Regions from separate parts of the Canis lupus genome. Here region 1 is linked to region 2. A link is a contact called in public Hi-C data. All regions are on one chromosome and are shown on one strand. Each heading gives the region's core, a stretch centred on a gene start, on an enhancer-like site or on the middle of the called end of the contact. The rest is flanking DNA. Distances are from core to core; before and after follow the strand shown.

Region 1 (4,558 bases), core at 780-3,279, 150 kb after region 2:
GTGGTCTGAAGACGGTGGGTGGTCCTTGACTAGTCAGTAAATCAAGTGTTGACAACTCCCTTGGTGGCAGTGCAGGGTAGGGCAGGGGAGATGAAGGAGGAGGCCGTGGGGTGGGGAATGGGGAGCTGGGCAGGGAGAGTCTGTTCTACTGGAGAAGGGCAGACACTTTTGCACAAGGGGGCTATTATAGGAGATAATATAAGCTGGAAATCTGGATTTTTAAAAAAAAATCTGAAGTTTTCATTTTGTAAATGCATTTTTTTAAACAAAGTATTTGTGGGCAGAGTTCCAAGCGGAGGCTCCAAGTGTGTGACCTAGGCTCTAGGTGGTCTCTGCCCTGGTGCTTTTGTGCGACTGACATGAGAATTTCAAATCAGAAAGTGAGTGTTGACATGGTCCTGGAAGTTGATCTAGTTCAACCTCCCACTGCATATTAAAATCTTGTCTATGACAGATGGCCATTCTGCATTTAAGTAAGTTAATAATTCAAGCCAGAAATGTGGAGTTTCTTTGGGGGCTTCTTAATAAAAAGAACTGTAGGTTATGGGTTAGGTAGGAAGGTGGAGGTAGAGCTGGATTGAGGGCGTCAGGCCTCATGTATGGGCTGGAAGGGGCTTCAATGTAGACTTTTTTTTTTTTTTGGATTACTCTCTCTTATGACCACCTTAGTATTTTTTTTTTAAACCCTAATTCATTAAAGTGTATCAGCATGTGTGGGTCTTAGTTTTTCTGAATTCCCAAAAGGAAATCAAATTTTTGACCTGGAGTGGCTCTCAGAACTACTAATGTCCGAATTCCTCATTTTACTAAGATCCATAGGCTTAAGCTCTTTGCTCAAAGAGTGTCAGACATTGGTGGCCAAAACCTCCTGTCATTAATATTTCTTTCAGCGGGTCGAGAGTAAGTCATGAATAGGATCCAAAGGTAAGTATGATCATGTTGAAATTTCCTGTAGACTTTTGCAACTGACTCTCTCAGCACTCATGTTTTTTTTTCAGAGATATAAAGATTTATAAAAAAACATAAAAACCCCAAAGCCAACAAAACCCCCTATTTATTTGACTTTTTGAGCTATCTTAATGGAATCTTGGGATAACATACAAAGTTACTTATTCATAGAACCCACTAGAGATTGATTACTCGTGATTCTGAAGATGGTATTGGCATAAGCTGCAGAGATCTCCACAGCTCACTTCACTGGTTTCCATCTTCCCAATAAAACCCATTTGCAAGCTGCTGCCAAATGTTGGATTAACTTGTGTTTTGCTTCCTTTATTTGCCATCTGAGGAGACTCAAAAGAGAGTGGGAAGGATAAGGAGGAGACATGAAGGGCTCCAACAGTGAATATAGTCAGTCCATCCTAGCGTAATTGAAATTGTGTGACATTTGGCACAAACCACTAGGAGTTGAGTTCTTTTGGTCACTAGAGATAAGGAGAAACAGGGCCCAGCAACAAGCAGGTGGATCAACAGCAAGGGGCCTGTGGGATCCTGCCTTTGGCTTGCATGGTTGGGTCCCCGCCCCCTCCCGGTATAGCACCTACATACAGATTTGACAAGCCAAAATAAGAATACAAATGCAGGCAGTCACCATGACTCCTTATTAAATATAGAGATAGTTATGAGCCAATTAAAAGTCAACAGAGAAAATAAATAAATAAGTAAAAGTCAACAGAGGCTCAGTTCCGGTAATCATCAAGATTTTCATTCCTCCCCTGCATTTATACTGGGTCCTTCTCTTTAATTATACAGAGTCGCCCTCAAATATTGAAATGATAGGCTGGCACACCATTGCTTCAGCAGGGGATCAGAGCTTTTGAGCTTTATCATTCATGGTAGCCAAATGCTACATTTCAGCCTGTTTCTGCTCTTAATGCAGTTGGGAACCTTTGAAACCCTTTGTGGGAATCCAAGGTAGGGGGGGAAATAGTCTGGCAAATTCTGACAAGCATCTCTTCAAGAGCACATTTGTACTCTGCTAAAAAGCCCAGGCCAACTGCTGCTGGGTCGTCATGGCAACAGACATACACACCATTTACACATCAGCTCCTGAAATGAGCAGGAAATCACAAAACCTTTCTGACATGAGAGGAGGTATCATCCATGCAGCCTAATGAAATGGTGTCTTCTGTTTTCTAAGGGGCTCCAGCAGGCATGCTTCCCTCCTTATGTCCTCTTTGTAACCCCGTGGAGAATTCATGGCATCTCCCCCACTCTGGGCAGACTTCAGGACAATTCAGTTAGTCACATTTAACAAACCCGCATTTCCTTTTCAAAGCCTGTTTACTAATTGATGCCAAACAGTATTATAGTAATTGGAGAAAAGAAAGAAGTGCCTCTCTTGCTTATTCCTCCTGGAAATAAATTTCCCTAGCTTTCCATGGAGGTTCTGTGGAGCACTCTTCTGCATGGGGGGGCGAGGAGGTGGGGGAAGTGAAGGTCTTTCATATGCCTGCAGAAAGAGGGGCTAATCATGGCTTAAAAGCCTTCTCTTGAAAATGGACTTCTAAAAATACTAAGTAGCTATTCACTCAATTCTTCCCAAGGCATAGAGCCTTAACAATAGGATGGACCTGTAGGAAATAAATCCACAACAATGGAAAATTTAGACTGTGGGGAAGCTGGATCCCTCCAGGTATACCTCAGTGATTTCAAGTGGAGGAGAAGGATGGAACACATCCCCTCCATTAGCCTGGAAGGGAAGCCACGGGAGCTCTATTCATAAGAAGTAAAATTAGCTGTACATTCAATTTGCATGACATTTGTTATTGCAATAAGCATTCCACAGCATGACTTAAATGCCCCCCCAGAAATACCAAAGAGGAAAGAGAAGGAAGGAAAAGAAAGGGTTTGATCCATTGAATTGCAAATAGTCATGAATCCAGGAACATCTAGCAACTGACGATGCAATGAATGTCAGAAGCAACGCACAGCTAATGAAAGTTCCAGGGCTGATGGGGATAAACTTTCCTCCACCGTTCCATTACTTTTTTCTTTCCTATAATTATAAACATTCATCACATAAGCTCTGACTTTAAAATGTCAAACTGTCTCCTTGTAGTTTTCGTTTTTCACCTTGCAATTTAAAAAAAAAATAATTTTACTGATTCCAATTTTTATTTCAATAACAATCCCAGGAAAAAACCCTAGGGATAAGGATTCCTTCACTGTCTGGAGGTATTATAACACCTGCTAGATACTGCACCTAAACACAGTAGGTCAACAACCTATAGGGGAGAAAAGCTTAAAGAAACTAGATAGTTTCTCCCAGAGATTTCAAACTGTCATCCAGTCAAGTGGCAGACATTTTGGGGGGTTGGGGAAGGTAACACAGTGTTAAAAGAAATGACATAAATGCCTTTTTGTGTCTGGCTCTGCAGTTTGCCACAGAGACCCCATTACAGGATGTATTTATTTAATGGTTAATTTTGCTCTACTGGTTATTTTCCCTTTTGTCATTTTGTAACACATGCCAACCCTCCGCCTAGTTTTTTTTCTCTGAAAAAATGAAATGAATATATGAAGACTCACTGGTACTGAAAAAAATCAAGGTGTTGACAGAAATATGTGGTGATGTTTACTTTTTTACTTTTTCTCTGTAGACACTATGTAGGACAATCATAATTGATTTATTCTGAAGAGTTACTGTATGGAGAAATGGAAAAAACATCTCATTTTGCAAGGAAGAGTAACAGCAGGAGGAGCTCAGTTTTACAAAATGTAGAGTCAGGGATGCACTTCATACCTTACCTGATTCTATGGTCTTCTTGTGTACAAATGCTGAGCTTCTACCATGAGCCAAATATTGCCAAGCATAAGGTTACAAAGAGAAATAAAATCAGATTTGTACCCAAGAAGCTCACAGTAGGGAAGAAAGAAATGAAATTTCATTACTGTATAGTATGAAGTAAAATTGTCAAATAGACATAAACCCTGGGAAAATCCCAAAGGTGAAAATAACCTTTATCTTCTCCTTGAGAAAAAAAGTTTGGTTGAACATTCCTCAAAAACAGTTATATTTAGTGACAAGGACCCATTTACTGGGATTTAGGTTTATCAATAAATGTTAAAAGTAGATCATTATACAAAATTACTTAATTAGGAGCTATGGTTTTATAAAAATGTATATGACTGAACAATGTTATATCCTTGTTTCTGTTAAAGTCAGAAGAAATGTTTTGTTGGATTTAGAAAAAATAAACAAAATTAGAAAGTGGCACCACCTGGTGGTTACTACCCAAGCTTGACTTCGCAATTTCAAATATAGGAAGTCATTTTGACCAACTCAGAAGTCTTATTAATGCTTTACATAAAAGTTGCAAAATGATATATGTTCTCAGAAAATCAGAAACATAGAGAAAACATTTACAATTTTGGCCAAAGCAAGTCCAATAATATCCAGAATAATCTACCATCAAAAAAGAGAGTTTGTATTTAATATTCATTGTATAATGTTGGATTCCCATAATATAATAAATAAGATTTTCTTATTCTGTTATTATTTCTCCACTTTTTACAAGTAGGGATTCATCTACACAGAACTTTTCAACATGACTTG
Region 2 (4,273 bases), core at 1,541-4,040:
TGAGTGCCTGTCTTTGGTTCAGGTCATGATCCTGGGGTCCTGGGATCCAGTCCTGCATTGGGCTCCCACAGAGAGCCTGCCTGCCTATGTTTCCACCTCTCTGTGTCTCTCATGAATAAATAAATAAAATCTTTAAAAAAATGTATCCATAGGAAAAAATTCTAGAAAAACATACCAAAGGTAGATAAAATAATTATCTCTGATAATCTGGGACTATGAAGAAAGTGAAATGTTTGGACGTTAAATAGTAATTTTTATTGGATTTTTTCAAATATCATGTGTTTATTTGAAAAGAAAAAATATATGAAAAAGGTCACAGGTATCAGTGGGCAGGCAGTGTATATGCAGAAAAAAGGCTACTTGGGTATTTGAGACATATTTTATAAAGTTTAGCACCGGTGGAGAGATTATATTGTGCCTTTAAAATTTCTGGTATCTTTGCCCGTATTTAAAAAAAAAAAGAGAAGGTATCATTTAAAAATCTAAAACGGATTCGAGAAGAATAACCCCTCACTTTTGATAGAGGCGGCTGGAGAGGAAATAACTTTGCACAGCTGGTACAACAGCAGCCCTGAGACTCCTAGATCCCTTCACACGCAGGATGTCCATTTGGGCAGCAGAGTCCTGGGTGGCTCAGTTTTCTCAAGCTGCCATTCACGATCCTTGAAGTCTAAGTTCTTTTCATATCATTTTATTTATTATTTTAAAAAAGATTTTTATTTACTTATTCATGAGAGACACAGAGAGAGGCAGAGACACAGGCAGAGGGAGAAGCAGGCTCCCTGCCGGGATCCCCATGCAGGACTCGATCCCAGGACCAGGATCACGACCTGAACCGAGTGCTCAACCACTGAGGCACCCAGGTGTCCCTTGAAACATGTTTTTATATTAGTTTAAACATGATTTAACCCGTGTAAAGATGACGAGGATGGTATCACAATCACACAATTTATTCTGCCTTTTGTGACTGACTAGCCAGGGTTAAGAAGATACACGGGGTCCGGGGAGGCTTTAAAAAGCACCGACCACTACCTGCCAGTAGATGGCAGCAACTCACCAGCTCCCTCTGCCCCCCTACGGGAGAGCCAGGCCACCTGGGACTCTTCTAACTAGAACACAACAAGGCACTTTAAAAGATTTCCTGAAATAAGAGTAGAATTTAAAAAGTCAGAAAAAAAATAAAAAAATAAAAAGTCAGTTTACCCTAATCATTTTCTGGAAGATTTAGTCTTTTTTTTTTTTAATATGTCATTAAAAAAAAAGCACAACTCACTGGTTTTTAGAAGTCAGAATGGTCAGACATGCCAATTCTAAGAAAATCCAAAGTGCACTTTAAAACTTCTGCAAAGGGCACCTGAGTGGCTCAGTGGTTGAGCATCTGCCTGTGGCTCAGGTTGTGATCCTGGGGTCCTGGGATCCAGTCCCGCATCAGGCTCCTGTGGGGAGCCTGCTTCTCCCTCTGCCCATGTCTGTGCCCCTCTCTGTGTTTCTCATGAATAAATAAATATAATCTTAAAAAAATAAAACCTCTGCAAAGGGGCACCGAGCAGCTTAGTTGGTTGGGCACCCAACTCTTCATCATGATCTCAGGGTCATGAGATCCACCCCTTGTGGGGCTCTGGACTCAGTAGAGAGTCTGCTTCAGGATTCTCTCTGCCCCTCCCCCTACTCATACTCAAGTGCTCTCCCTAAAATAAATGTAAATCTTTAAAAAAGTAAAATAAAATAAAACCTCTGCAAATTAGTTTAGGTTTCATCCATTGCCAGATTACCTCTGCAATTACAACAGAAGCCTGGTTAAAAAACAAAAAAATCCCCTAAGCAACTGACCTGGAATCAGTGCTGGATAAAGACATATAAAGGGGAAAATCTTTTGAAGGTTTTTTCCCCTCTCAAAATTACCAAAAATTTCATATCTGAACTTATCCAACTGGGAGAAAGGTACTTGGTACTGAGGTTTTTGAGTTTATAAGCCCATGTTATTAAAGTGAAATGTCTCGAAATTGCTTATAGCGGGCCTGATTACAACCATAGTGGAGTCAACTGGCACCAGCCAGGCAGAGGCAGTCCTGGTGCTGTGTTTCCTAAAGTTCTAGCTGCTGGTCTAAGCCCATCACTGTACTGGTTGCAGAACTGAAACCAGCAGTGGGGCAATTAGAGTTACAGCTTGATGTCTTTTAAACCTGGCCAGAGGCCTGCTGGGATTTTCACAGCTGGGGAAAGCTTCATGTTTTCTCAGAAGTTTTGCGATTGCTGTTGCACTGTCTAGAAAGCTTTCATCCTGGCCACTCTACAGACCATCGGGAGGTTAGCAACCAGGAATGGTCAGGGCAGGGGGCTTTTATTTCTGTGGTGCATCTTCCTGTACCTTTTGGCTGTTTTACTGTAAACACCTATTACTGATCAAATGCCCTTGTCTGGAAGTCCCAGACGCCACAGCATGTAGCCACCCACCCTTTCCTTTCTTGGCTCAGAGACTTCTCTGCCAGAAGAATGCTCCCCAGTTTTTGCTACTTCTATGATGATCTTCCTTTCCAAAGATAAAAAATATCACACCTGTTGACAGCATATACACACAGAAAAGGATGGCTGGGTATTCGTGACAATTTTAATGGTGTTTAGCACTGGGTAGAACAATTATGAAGCTAAGGAAGTCACACTTTCTATTCCAAGGAAAAGAGCCAAGCAGCTGAAGGGCCGGGAGCGCTGTTACAGGCCTTCCTGATTTATTGACCAGGCATAAATAATGCAGATTTACTAGCTCCCAGGTAGCTCTTCCCTCTGCCAAGGCCTGGCCTGCCCTGCAAGCTGGAGAGGCAGGCAAGGGTTGAAGATCCACCCCACCCGGAACCTCACTGGAATGAAGCAGTAGCTAGGAGAAGAAATAGTTTTCCTTCAGAAATCACATCTTTTCACGTAGGTCCTGGTTAACACAGTGCTCCCCCTGTAGCCTGACATTCAAGGCAGATTTTTCAACATGCTTTTCCCTCTTTGGTGAATGCTATTCCCCTGCTGTTCATCCACCCAGAGCAGTCCCTCTGGTTCTAATTCAAAGGTTACCCTGGGAAGCCTTCCTGCTTCCTTCCTGCTTCCCTCCCCCGAGACAGGTGAGTGGCACTCCCCTTCCTGCTCTTACCCTGGGGCAGGGGGCTTTGGAGACAATCTGGCCACCCCATTGGTCATTTGTTCCATTGAATTAGAGCATATTGGCTCAGTGTCCACTTTTCTCCAGGGGACTCTGGGAGTCAAGGCCAGGGGCCGTTCAGCAGGATACAGCCTAGTGCTTGGCACTGTAACCCATCAGTTGTTTTTATCACCAATGCATCTGCACCCCCAGGGGCCACACACACACACACACACACACACACACACACACACGCCCAAAAGGGTTGTTTATTCTGTGTTGGGTGGGGTAAAACGGGAAGTGTGGAGGGTGTGGCAGGAGGAAGTTGGGTTACCAGGTCTGAGAAAATTATGAAATATCCTCAGCTTATGTCACTGTTGTTTGCTGGGGGTGCTTATGTTTTATCAGAAGGAATAACAGATAAGAAAATAGCTGATTGCAAAGATGTGAAATTTCTTGGCAGTGTGAGATGTCTTCCCTTCCTCAGGAGAGGAAGACTTCCAAGGCAGTGTTCCCTTTGAAAGGCTTCATAGTTGTCATTTCTGGGTTTTCATGTTAGATTAGGGAAGTGAAAAGGGAGAATAATCTATAATGAAAAGAGAGAGTAAGTTTCAGGCCTCGAGTCCCACTAGCGGAAACCGAGAGCCCAGACACAAGCTATGGAAGTGGACCAGGTGGGAGAGAGAGAACAGGGAGAGGCAAAGATGAAAAGCTCGGTGAATGGGAGGCCCTGTCAGCACACCAGGATGACCTTGTAGGACTTGGTGCTATTATGTAGCTGGTGCCCAGATCCCTCTGTAGATGGGGGTGGGGGGTGGGCACCAGCATCATCCTCTCATTTGCCACCATGCCTGAAGCTCCTCACCCACGAGGCCTGTGTTCTGGGTCAGAGAAGACCCTCCCACAGAGGAGGAGGCCGTGCTTTGAGCAACAGCTTCTAGTATGGGCTCTGCTCTGTTAGAACTCCCCTACTTGGGGCACCTGGGTGGCACTGCCTTTGGCTCAGGGTGTGATCCTGGGGTCCTGGGATTGGCCAGCATTGGGCTCCCCATAGGGACCCTGCCTCTCCCTCTGCCTAAGTCTCTGCCTCTCTCTGTGTCTCTCTCGTGAATAAATAAATAAAATCTTAAAAAAAAAAAAAAAAAAAAG

Evidence for each region. Hi-C and Micro-C count contacts between places; a contact is called where the count stands out from the background.
Region 1: a contact with region 2 is called in a Hi-C map of blood, with 5 times the contacts expected there. The contact joins two enhancer-like sites. A contact is called at or near these places in 2 of 9 Hi-C or Micro-C datasets (both in blood).

What each region holds. Positions count from the first base shown.
Region 1 is chr35:24,426,867-24,431,424 of UU_Cfam_GSD_1.0, forward strand. All of the region lies in intron 1 of RIPOR2 (rho family-interacting cell polarization regulator 2), which reads right to left. Among named protein-coding and RNA genes, the nearest start is that of RIPOR2, 25 kb to the right of the region's middle. Within about 2 kb of position 2,030, at least 2 of the 20 cell types and tissues checked have an H3K27ac peak or open chromatin away from gene starts, as enhancers often do. A contact at or near this core is called in blood, where this site is marked.
Region 2 is chr35:24,274,016-24,278,288 of UU_Cfam_GSD_1.0, forward strand. All of the region lies in intron 8 of RIPOR2 (rho family-interacting cell polarization regulator 2), which reads right to left. Among named protein-coding and RNA genes, the nearest start is that of ARMH2, 45 kb to the left of the region's middle. Within about 2 kb of position 2,791, at least 6 of the 20 cell types and tissues checked have an H3K27ac peak or open chromatin away from gene starts, as enhancers often do. A contact at or near this core is called in blood, where this site is marked.